Regions from separate parts of the Mus musculus genome. Here region 1 is linked to region 2. A link is a contact called in public HiChIP or PLAC-seq data. All regions are on one chromosome and are shown on one strand. The core of a region is the stretch at or near the end of the contact, and the rest is flanking DNA. Distances in the headings are between cores, read along the strand shown. Region 1 has its middle 17 kb from the start of 9430015G10Rik. Region 2 overlaps Nadk (NAD kinase).

Evidence for each region. HiChIP or PLAC-seq counts read pairs in DNA pulled down with a chosen protein or histone mark.
Region 1: a contact with region 2 is called in a FOXA1 HiChIP or PLAC-seq map of pancreatic cancer cells. The contact joins two enhancer-like sites. A contact is called at or near these places in 1 of 115 datasets of contacts at active chromatin or transcription factors (pancreatic cancer cells) and 1 of 9 other capture datasets (pancreatic islet).

The regions. Positions count from the first base shown.
Region 1 is chr4:156,090,407-156,096,422 of GRCm38.p6, reverse strand. No RefSeq gene overlaps it. Among named protein-coding and RNA genes, the nearest start is that of 9430015G10Rik, 17 kb to the left of the region's middle. Within about 2 kb of position 3,417, at least 17 of the 459 cell types and tissues checked have an H3K27ac peak or open chromatin away from gene starts, as enhancers often do. A contact at or near this core is called in pancreatic cancer cells, where this site is marked.
Region 2 is chr4:155,567,130-155,573,141 of GRCm38.p6, reverse strand. All of the region lies in intron 1 of Nadk (NAD kinase), which reads right to left. Among named protein-coding and RNA genes, the nearest start is that of Nadk, 6.3 kb to the right of the region's middle. Within about 2 kb of position 1,516, at least 90 of the 459 cell types and tissues checked have an H3K27ac peak or open chromatin away from gene starts, as enhancers often do. A contact at or near this core is called in pancreatic cancer cells, where this site is marked.

The DNA.
Region 1 (6,016 bases), core at 2,168-4,667, 520 kb before region 2:
TTTTTTTTTTCTGTGCCCTATGCAGACTCATTTCATCACTAAGTGTCACTCTGAAATGTAGCGATGGCTTATATTTGCTGTAATAAAAGTAAGAGATGTCACTGGGCTTTGGTGATAAGAAGATATGATTTAAATCAAATAATCCATAAACAAATGAATGAAAAACTTGAGCTATTTTTATGGAAACTAAGTGAAATTATTTGAAAAGACCAGGTGAAAGTCAGATGTGGTGGCTTGTGCCTTTAATCCCAGCACTCAAGAGGCAGAGGGTGATGGATCTCTGTGAGTTTGAGGCCAGCCTAGGCTACATAATGAGTTCCAGGACAGCTAGGGCTATGTAGATAAACTGTCTCAAAAGAAGAAAGAAAGGAAAGAAGGAAAGAAGGAAGGAAGGAAGGAAGGAAGGAAGGAAGGAAGAAAAAGAAAGAAAGAAAGAAAGAAAGAAAGAAAGAAAGAAAGAAAGAAAGAAAGAAAGAAAAGAGAGAGAAAGAGAAAGGAAGAAAGAAAGAAAGAAAAAAAGAAAGAAAGAAAGAAAGAAAAAGAAAGAGAAGGAGAGGAAGGAAGGAAGGAAAGAAGGAAGGAACGAAGGAACAAAGGAACGAAGGAACGAAGGAAGGAAGGTGATGAAGACAACATGTGACACTATTTGAAGTAGGTCTCTGTCAGCTCTCAAGGCCCCTTAACAGGCGGGTATATACTGTGTATTTCTATACTTAAGTTAAAACAAAATGGGGGTCTTTTCAAAACTTCTCTGACTTTATACTGTCAACCACACAATTGCTAGTCCATCAGCAAACACAGACAAGCCCACAAGTAGGATGACTGGCTTCCAGGACAAAAGCCAAAGCAAGCAAAGCTACTGAGCCAGGATCCTGAATCCAGGACAGCTAAGTGTGGCAACACCCCTGGACCCTCCCTCCCCATGCTCCCACTTTACCCAGTGCCTCCCTGAATATACTTGATGGCTTGCTTTTGGACAATACAAAGGCGACAAGCAGCACACTCAAGATTGGATGATAGGGAGCCTGTAGCTTCATCTTGAGTTCCCTGTGTGTGTGTGTGTGTGTGTGTGTATGTGTGTGTGTGTGTGTGTGTGTGTGTGTGTGTGTGTGTGTGTGTTTTACTGGAGATTGTCTGACGATCTCAGGCAAGCTAGGTAATCATTCTACCACTAAGGAATATCTCTACCTTACTGTTTTGGTTTTGGTTTTGGTTTTGGTTTTTTTTTGAGACAGGGTGTCTCTGTGTAGCCCTGGCTGTCCTGGAACTCACTCTGTAGACCAGGCTGGCCTCGAACTCAGAAATTTGCCTGCTTCTGGCTCCCAAGTGCTGGGATTAAAGACGTGCACCATCACTGCCTGGCAGACTGTTTCATTTTAAATTACATTGATTGATTGATTGATTGATTGATTGATTAGCTGACTGATTGATTGTGTATATATACATATATGTGCACCAGCATGGCTCATTAATAGAGGAAAACCTACAGGAGCTGGTTTCCTCCTTACACCATGTAACTCTTGAGATTTGAACTCAGGTCATTGGTTTTGGTGTGGTAAGCATCTTTACCCCTCTAAGCCATCTCACCATCTCTCCACTCTGTTTTTGCCTTCTACATTTATAGACCTTAAATATTCAATTTTCCTGAAGTAGTTGGGATTGCAGGCTAGTACCACCAGGCCTGACTTTCTTGGATACTCCTACTAGAAAGGCTTGCTCTGAACAGCCAGCTCTTGCAGGTAGCCCAGCAGAGAGGTCAATGGAGTCAGATGTGGTGGTCATGTCTATAATCCCAATACTTGGGACATGGAAGAAGGAAGATCAGGAGCTCAAGTCCAGCCTTAGCTACAAAGCAAGTTCCAGATCAACCTGGCCTACATAATATTCTGTCTAAAAACAGAAACAAAACATAAAGAACTCCATGAAAGGAACTCGTATGAAGACCTACGGGTCATTGCAACCCTGCTCCAATATAGTTTAGCCTCCAGTTACATTGGCCCCACTTGCTCCTAAACTACAGAGCAGAAATGATAAATGTATGTTCACAGTCACTAGGTTTAGACGTCCTTGTTACATGGCAGTGGGTAACTGATGAAGGACGCCATGTGAATTCAGGGTAGAGTAACTGATGTGGCCCCTGTTCCCCAACCTTCCCCCTGGTTTACGTTAGTGATCTCTGATGTTTATGATGGCCTCCCATGTACCCCGCAGTTCTCAAATTTCTCTTGTCCTTTATCTTTCCTTTGGGAACTCACAGCCCTGGGCTCTGTGTCCTGGCAGATTGGTTCTGCCTTCTGGAGTCTTCGTGCCAGAAACACAAGCTACTTTGAAGACAAGTAAGAGACTTAGGCCGGCTTTCCACCATGTTTCCTCACTCCTGGACCTCTGTGGTGCTGCCACAGAACTCTCCGACTTTAGGCCCATTTAATACTCAACCCTGAGCACTGAGTCCCACCCTGTGCAAATATTTATTTGGCAAATAATGGCTCACCAGGATGAAGGCCACAGCCATAGGAGCACAGGAATAAACTAGTGTCAAGCTGGACCAGGAAGAGTTTTGTATGAGAAGAAGGAAGGAGAGGAGGGCAAGTGTGGGTCTGAGATCTCTCAGCCAGAGGGAGCGAAGATGGGGCTCAACGTTGTAGACATACAAAGCAAAGATGTCCCGTCTGGCAGGAAATAGGAGTCAGGAGCCTTAAGTCACACTCCTGTACAAAGGACATGGGGAACCCTGGGTACTAAAGGTTTGGCTGGTGGCTTCTGCCAGCACAGCATAGATCCTGATGTCCCTTTCATCTACCAGTCTGGTCTCTGTGTTCTGATGTGGCGATAATGGAAAGAAAGCATTAAGGAGCTCAGAATGCTACTGTCAGTGCATCAGGACTATGTTCTGGAAAGATGCCTGAGGGTAGCTTACAAGAGGTTATAGGGAGCCTTGGTCCAGAATTACCAGGCACCAGAAGTTCTTTAACACTGTAGTAACTGTAGGAGCATAGTATGCCTGCTCCCTTAAGAAGTGGATCCTATGGCCAGGCATGGTATTGATATGTATGCAATCCCAACACTCGGAAGACAGTAGCAAAAGGATTGATACAAGTTCAAATCCAGCCTGGTTTACATAGGGAGTTCCAGGCCAGATAGAGATACACTGTGAGAGCCTGTTTCAATCTCCCATCCCTCCTACCCCGCCCCCACCCTCCACCAAAAGGAGACCCTAGAATCCTGAATACTGTGAAATGTGATGTGGTTACCTCAGACTTTACTAATAACTCTGCTTGCAGGACATCAAGGATCTGCAGCAATCAAAACATGTCCTTAAAGTGTGCTCAAGTCAGGAAGGGGACTGCACCTGATCACATCTGAACTCTCCTTCTTTGAACCCAGAGGAGTGACCAGTAGAACTAGGTCACTCTGTGCAGTGCCTGTTAGACACTCTAGAGCTGCCTGGTTGGTTAATGCTCAGCTTTGGCGTGAGCCTGGATTTAATAAGTCAGTGTCCCTTCTCCCTTGCATTTTCCCAGGCAAGAAGTCAGCCAAGCCTGAGACTGAAAATATCCTTAGTTGACACTCTAACCTTGAGCCTACCCTTTGAAGGTCTGGAGTTATTCTGGAAAGCATAGTTTGGTAGAGCACTGGGGACTACTGGAGTGTGCAGCCTGGGTTTTCCACTGAAACCAGCTCCAATCTGACCCAAGCCCTTCCCAGAGTCAGAAGGAAGCACCTCCAGGTAGGGAGGGGCCTGTTTCCAGTGATGGCCTCTTCCTGATAGAGAAAAATCCCCAATTCACCGGTGCTAACGGGCAGTACATTAGCAGCTACATAGCAAGAATCTAGCCACAGGCACTACTAGCTTCCTAAGCGCAAGAAGGCTCCAAACCCCTACTGTCCTTTTTCAGACTGTGGGAGTGCAGAAAACAGGCTGTCTCCATGTAAAGTTTGAACAACAATAGAATCCATCTGGTAGAGTGGTGCTGTGCGACTAATCCAACCCTTTACTATCTTGTGTTTGGAGAGAGCAGCAGCCCCTTCAGGTTGGTTTCTCAGAACCGAACAGCACAAACCTCAAGGGTTGCTCTTTACTGGACGTGGGGCGTACACTACTGCTTGTAAATCAGAGTGAATCACCACAGATGTGAAGGTATGACCATCACCTGAATGCTGGGCTATGATCTTGTCCTTGGATTTCTGACTTGGAAATGGAATGAGGCGTTTTACCCAGCAGCTAACATAAGCAAATTTGTGATGGAGATGTAGCACCACTACAAAACTCACAGGTTAAACAGTCTGATACACATGAAATAGTACAGTGGGAGAATTTGCCTGTCTTGGATTTGAAGAAAAGAAGGGATTGTTTAGCCATATATTTATTTCTGTCAATGCACAGTACAAAGTTTGTAGGGAATGCACTAAAATGTATCCCTTCCATTCTGGGGAGAATATAAGCCCTGTAGGTTTTGGACCTTGAATCCTTCTCCATCCTGTGTCAATCTACTCTTTGTGTTTGTGACTGGCTTAGTTAGGGTTTTGTTTTTTTTTTTCAAGACAGGGTTTCTCTGTGTAGCCCTGGCTGTCCTGGAACTCACTTTGTATACCAAGCTGGCCTCGAACTCAGAAATCTACCTGCCTCTGCCTCCCGAGTGCTGGGATTAAAGGTATGCGCCACCACGCCCGGCTTTTAGTTAGGGTTTTAGTGCTGTGAACAGGCACCATGGCCAAGGAAACTCTTATAAGGACAACATTTCATTGGGGCTGACTTACAGGTTTAGAGGTTCAGTCCATTATTATCCAGATGGGAGCTTGGAGGCATCCAGGCAGTCATGATGCAAGAAGATCTGAGAGTTCTACATCTTTATCTGAAGGATGTTATGAGACTGGCTTCCAGGCAGCTAGAATGAGGATCTTAAAGCCCATGCCCACAGTGACACACCTACTCCAACAAGACCACACCTAGTCCAACCAAGCCACACCTACTCCAACAAGACCACACCTAGTCCAACCAGGCCACATCTCCCAATGCTGCCATGCCCTGGGCCAAGCACATACAAACCATCACAGTGACTGAGCCTCTTACTTTCATGGTTAGGTGATGTACTTGTAAGTGGATTGAAGCCTCGTGGAGAGAGCTACCTAGTGTGGCTGGCTTTTGGGCCTCTGGATTCAGCTGGTTCTGATCTCTGGCTGATCCTAGCTTCCCAGCATATTATATAACCTGATTCTGGGACTAGACTGCATCCTCTGCAGTCAAAGGACTAGAACCAGAGTTGGCCATGAGGCACCTGGCCCTGATGGTCTCCTTTGTTGTTATTATTGTTTGTTTGTTTGTTTGTTTGTTTGTTTTTTAAAGATAGATTCTCTCTATTTAACCTTGGCTGGTCTGGACCTTGCTATGTAGATCAGGCTGGCCTGGAACTCACAGAGATCTGCCTGACTCTGCTTCCTGAGTGCTGGGATTAAAGGCACGCACCACCATGCCCAGCTCCTAGTGGCCTCTTTTATAGGAGGCTGGTAGAGTGTATCAGAGAGACATGCACACAACATGCAAATGTGTGTGTGTGTGTGTGTGTGTTTGTGTGTGTGTGTGTGCAAATGCACAGTATATACAGGTACACATATGTCATAAGTAAATGCACACACATGTATACATAGCACACACATTTACACAGACATACATGTACACACACATACACACAGGCATACATGTGTACACACACATCTCTTGTGCATTCACCCCTCTAGTACCTTCCCCAGCTGCTTTCCTGGGTTCTTGCTGCCACATACTTTAGTGGACATGGGAAGTCTAACCTGGGTCCTCTAGAGCTAAAAAGGGTTCCAGGTGATGTTGCCTCTGTTGATTGTTTGGACATCTAAGTCATTGCGAACAGAGAGAATGTCCAGTTCCACAGGACAGAGAGCTGGGCATGCCTACGTGTGTGTCAGCAGTGTCCAACTTACCTCCTGCTCTTTGGCTCAGGACAAGACATGGCCTGTCCAGGACACAGCTGACACTTTAATAACC
Region 2 (6,012 bases), core at 267-2,766:
AAGAAAACTGACTACTGAAAGCCCTCCTGCACCCATCTCTCTCTCTCTCTCTCTCTCTCTCTCTCTCTCTCTCTCTCTCTCTCTCACACACACACACACACACACCATCACTACCACCATGCTTTCCTGCTGAGGACCACTGGGATAAAAATGTCCCCAATAGCTAGTGGCCTGGATGGAGAGTGCTACAAGCAGGCAGGCACTCAACATAACCCATTCTCTTTTTTTTGGGGGGGGGGGGGGCGGGGGGCGGGGGTTTAAGATTTATTTTATGTATTATGAGTACATTGCAGCTGTCTTCAGACACACCAGAAGAGAGCGTCAGATCTCATTATGGATGGTTGTGAGCCACCATGTGGTTTCTGGGACTTGAACTCAGGACCTTTAGAAGAGCAGTCAGTGCTCTTAACCGCTGAGCCATCTCTCCAGCCCATAACCCATGCTTAATAAGGAAGTCACAGTACAGTAAATAAAGAACAGATAATGTAAAAAACCGAACATTTTCCATGGAAGAAGAGAAGCAGCTGGACCTGGTGGCACCTTTAAGCCAGCACCAGGGAGCACCAGCGAGCACCAGGGAGCACCAGCGAGCTACAGGTAGGAGGATCTCTGAGTTAGAGACCAACCTGGTCTACACAGAGAAACCCTGTCTTGAAAAAAAAAAAAAGGAATTTAAGTATAAATCCCAGATAAACTAGTGCTGTGGTCTAAATGCTCCCCCCCCAGCAGTAATGGGGACTGAACCCCATTGGACCAGGCACTCTACTGTTGGGGGCACAGCACAAAGGTCCTTGCACCCACAGGTCTCCAGAGAAACCTGTGTTATGCACACAGGATTCTCTTTCCAATGGGAAAGATGAAAAACCTGTTGTCAGAGAGCTGAGAACTGGACGTGATTAGCAGCTGGAGATCTGTACTATCCGTTGGGCCAGGACATACCAAGCTCCTACAAGCAGGACTTGAGGTGGCTAAATGACCTCTCCACTGTTCATATGGCTGAGACCAGGCCAGACGCTTAGGCCCTTAAGCTAGTGCAGGTACTGCATCTCAAGACCCCATGTTCTCTGAAGGAATGACAAGATCCTGAGCGGAGTTTTGATGTAATTACGCTTCCTTTTGCACCAGGATTGTATTACACCAGGAAAATTTTTCCAAATTATACTGGGTTTAAATAACATCAGGGAATAACCTGCCTGTTGTTACACTCCCTGGAATCTGATCCAAGATGACAAGTCAGTCTGCCCCAAGTTTTCATTCTTACCTTTTCACGAGGGATTAGTGCACACCAGCAGGGGCCCTCTCCACCAGTGAGCTATACCCACACCACAACTGATCTTCTTTATTGAGACAATCTCTGTTACCTACACAGCACCTTGAACTTGTGATCTTCCTGCCTCAGCCTCTAAGGTAGCTAGGATAACAGGCCGACACCACCAGCCCCAGTGACATGCTTGATGCTATCATGAACCCTTAATTACCACTGTGGCTGTATTTGGAGAAGGGCTTCTGAGGAAATGAGTCACAGGGTGGGGCCCTGATGTTCATTAGTGCCTCCCCCCAACACACAGGGTTTCTCTGGGTAGCCCTGGCTGTCCTGGAACTTGCTCTGGGGAGGAGGTTGGCTCTGCCCACTCCCTGGTTCATTAATGCCTTTAAAAGCAGTGTCCCTCCACTTTCAGACCCGACCAACATGAGCAACACAAGAGTGCTGGGGAAGAGCTCTCCACAGAGAGCTGGACTTCAGCCTCCAGGACTGTGAGAACATGAATCTACTTTGAACCAACCAGTCTGTGATGCTTTGTTACAGTAGCCCAGACAACTAAGACCTGTGACCTTGGTCAACCCTATGGAGCCCATGCTAAGGTCAAAGGTGAGAGAATAGATTGGTTCTTACCCTGGCTATATTTTACAATCACCAGAAGAACTTTATCTTTTTTTTTTTTTTTTTTTTTTTTTTTTTTGTAATGTATGTGAGTACACTGTAGCTGTCTTCAGACACACCAGAAGAAGAGGGCATCAGATACCATTACAGATGGTTGTGAGCCACCATGTGGTTGCTGGGAATTGAACTGAGGATCTCTGGAAGAGCAGTCAGTGCTCTTAACCGCTGAGCCATCTCTCCAGCTCCCTATTTTTTTTAAAAAGACAGTTTCTGTGTCCTACCTATTGAAATCAGGTAAGTCAGAATAAGGACTGAGCGGCAGAGGCAGGAGACAGCCACTGAAAAGCTAAGGCCAGCTAGGTCTATGCAGCAAAGAAACAAAACATCTGGGCCTGGTGGCACAGGCCTGCACTCCTAGCTACTTGAGAGGCAGAGGTAGGGCAATGACAAGTTCGAGGCTTGCTTTGGCAACTTAACAAAACGCTGTCTCCAAGTATAAAAAGGCTGAGATATAGCCCAGCAGTAGAGTGCTTACCTAGCACAAGGCAAACTGCTCAATTCCAGTATCAAGCAACAGAAAAGATGATCCAGAAATAGACATCAACCACGGTTTGTGTGTGTTGTGAGCGAACAGCTATCCCTCTAAGACACACCCTAGCCAAGCCTAAAAGGTCTTGACAAAGGTGCTGTAGTGATTCAATAAAAAAAGAACCTTCGCCGGGCACCGGGCGTGTGGCGCACACCTTTGATCCCAGCACTCCGGAGGCAGAGGCGGGCGGATTTCTGAGTTCAAGGCCAGCCTGGTCTACAGAGTGAGTTCCAAGACAGTCAGGGCTACACAGAAAAACCCTGTCTCGAAAAAACCAAACCAAACCAAAACAAAACCTTCAAGTAGTGTTAAGCAGATGGGTAGCCAGTTGAAAAGACTGAAAACTGAACTATGTCCTCTTATCACTTACAAATATTAATCCAAAACAGACTACAGGCTCAAACTGCCTTTTAGAAGCATGAGAAAAAAACTGATCATGATGGCCTTGGCCTTTAAAATCTTTTCCTGTGTGTGTTGTTAGGGTATAAACCTAGGCCTCTATGCTTGCTACATAAGTACTTACTACTGAGCTATACTCCCAACTCATTATGTGTGTTCACTTTTTCCTTTTTTGGTTTTCACAACAGGCTTTCTGTAAGGCTCTGGCTGCCCTTGAACCCCAAGATCCGACTGGCTTGCCTCTAGCGCACTGGCACTAAAGGCACGCACCACCAAGGCCTTGCTTTTCTGTTAAATACAGGGTGGCTCCCTGTAATCCAGTCTCTGACCTTGTGATCCTCTTGTTCCTGCCTCCCGAGTAACTAGGACTACAGGCCTATGCGGCCATGTTCATTCTAATTTTTGTATGACGCAGATAAGGAAATGAAAATATGGGCTGGAGAGTTGGCTCAGTGGTTAAGAGCACTGACTGCTCTTCCAGAGGTCCTGAGTTCAATCCCAGCAACCACATGGTGGCTCACATCTGTAATGGGATCTGATGCCCTCTCTGGTGTGTCTGAAGAGAGCAATAGTTTATTTATTTATTTATTTATTTTTTATTCGAGACAGGGTTTCTCTGTGTAGCCCTGGCTGTCCTCGAACCCAGAAATCTGCCTGAATCTGCCTTCCAAGTGCTGGGATTAAAGGCGGGTGCCACCCCCCACCCCCGTTTATAAATAAATCTTTAAACAAACCAAACCAAACAAAAATTACCAAATAAAGAGTTGAACTTTAAAAAAAAGAAAGAAAATGAAAATATATGCATATATTAGCAGATTTTTTTTTTTTTGACACGGGCTTCACTATATAATTCTTCACTCTCCCTTCATTCCCAGATGCCCAAGGGTTCAGTCCACTCCTGGACACTGACATCAAGTGTAGGATCTGAATTCAATCCCTTGCTCCACACTGCAAGAAGAGAACCAACTCCTTCTGACCTCCACAGACAGGCTGTGTACATCTGACCCCATCCGTATACACAAGACCTAAGTAAACAAGTATAGCTTTACAATTAGAAAGTAGCTGCCTGGTAAAGTCCAAGGGTTACACTGGCCAAGGCCTGTGGGGTTTCTGTGCAGTGCTGACCTCCCTCACAGTGCCTTGTTAGGTCATTTCAGGGCGGACTGGATGGTCTGTTAAAATGGCAATTATCACATAAAGACTCTATACTAAGAGCAAGTGCCCACATCGGCATTTGACATGGTAGAAAATGACAGCACGTCACACATATTATGGTGCCACAGGCATCTCTCAAATTAGGGCAGAAAGGACCCCACAGTGACTAGCAGAATGTGGCCAGGCTCACATACAGCCTTGTCCTGGTCATTAGGTTAGACAGACTCTTGTACATGCTACACTTGGCCTTTGTCCAAGAGCCTGGAAGATATGGTGAGAATCAAAGTGCAGAGGAAGGCTCACCGAGAGAACAGGGCATCATCCTATTGCGTGTCCACTAGGGTTGGACTGCTGGCTTCTCAAGGCAAGAGAGAGTGGCCACTACCCAGGCTCTCAGGTACCAATCCACCCTTGGAGCCTTTATAAAAACAGATTTAGGGCTGGGGAGATGGCTCAGCGGTGAAGAGCACTGACTGCTCTTCCAGAGGTCCTGGGGTTAATTTCCAGTAACCACATGGTGGCTCACAACCATATATAATGGGGTCTGATGCTCTTCTAGTGTGTCTGAAGACAGCAACAGTGTACTCACACATATAAAAAAATAAATCTTTAAAGAAAAACCAAAAAAACAAAAACAGATTAAGATTTATTTTTATGTGTATGCAGTTCCCACAGAGACCAGAAGAGGGTGCAGCATCCTTTGGAACTGGAGTTTACAACCACAAAGGTGCAGAGGGAAATAAACCCATTTCCTCTATAATAGGAGCAACAAGTGCTATTAACCACCATGAGTCATTTGTCCACGTCCCAAGTCCCCCCTCCCCTTTTTAAAACTATAGTTGTTCAGTGTGGAGGAGGAACGCCTTTAATTCCAATACTGAGAGGAAGAGGCAGGCAGTTCTCTAAATTCAAGCACAGCCTAGTCTACATAGTGAGTTGCAGGCCATTTGTGGTTACATAGTGAAACTGTTTCAAAATATAAAAAAAGAGCCAGGTGGTGGTCTTTAATCCTAGCACTTGGAAGGCAGAGACAAATGGACCCTGAGTTTGCGGCCAGCCTGGACTAAGGACAGCCAGAGTTACACAGAAAAGCCCTGTGTCAAAACAAAATAAAGAAACAACAACAACAAAAATAAATTAATAAAAAAGGAGCCAGGCCTAGTGTGCACACTTAGTTCCAGGACAGCCAGAGCTACACAGAGATTTTGTGTCTTAAAAAAAAGAAAAATAAACCAGGAGATCGTGGTATAAAAGCCTTTAATCCCAGCAGAAGCAGGTGGCTCTCTAAAGTGAGGCCAGCCTGGTCTACAGATTGAGTTCTAGGACAGCCAGGGCTTCAGAGAGAGAGACCCTGATTTGAACATCCCAACACCCCCTCCCCCAATTTTTTTTTAAAAGAAAAAAAAAACCCAATTAAGTAAATAAACAGATACACGTATTTACTTATGGGTTGGTGCACACATGCTCACTCGCATGACACAATCTGCCCGTGGCAATCGAAGGGCAGCCCCTAAATCCCTCCTCTTACCCTGAGGGTCCCTGGGAGTGAATCCCGGGTGGTTGCTAGGACTGACCCATCATCCCTCCTCCTCTGTTTTTAATTCTATTTAATTCCATTATTTAATTCTTTCGTCGCCAACCTTTCCCTAGGTAACTCTTCAAGCAAGGTCTAAAAAGTGAAGCGGAAACAAAGGCTAGGCAAGATGATTATCAGGTGCTGAGGTAGCTGGGGGGGGTGAGTGCACTTAGTTATCCCTGTTGGGATTTTTTTCATTGTTGAGTAGCTTGGCTGGCTTGGAAAAGGAACTGAGTCACCATCATGGAGTAGCAAGAAAGATATCAAAATGTCAATAAGCTCATGTACAACAGGAACCAAAGGCAGGCATGAACACACAGAGAGTCAGCCCAAGAAACGTAATACAAACGTTCAATTCCATGTGAACTTCAAATATATGTAGAAGCGGTAAATGAAAAGCGAAGCCAGGTG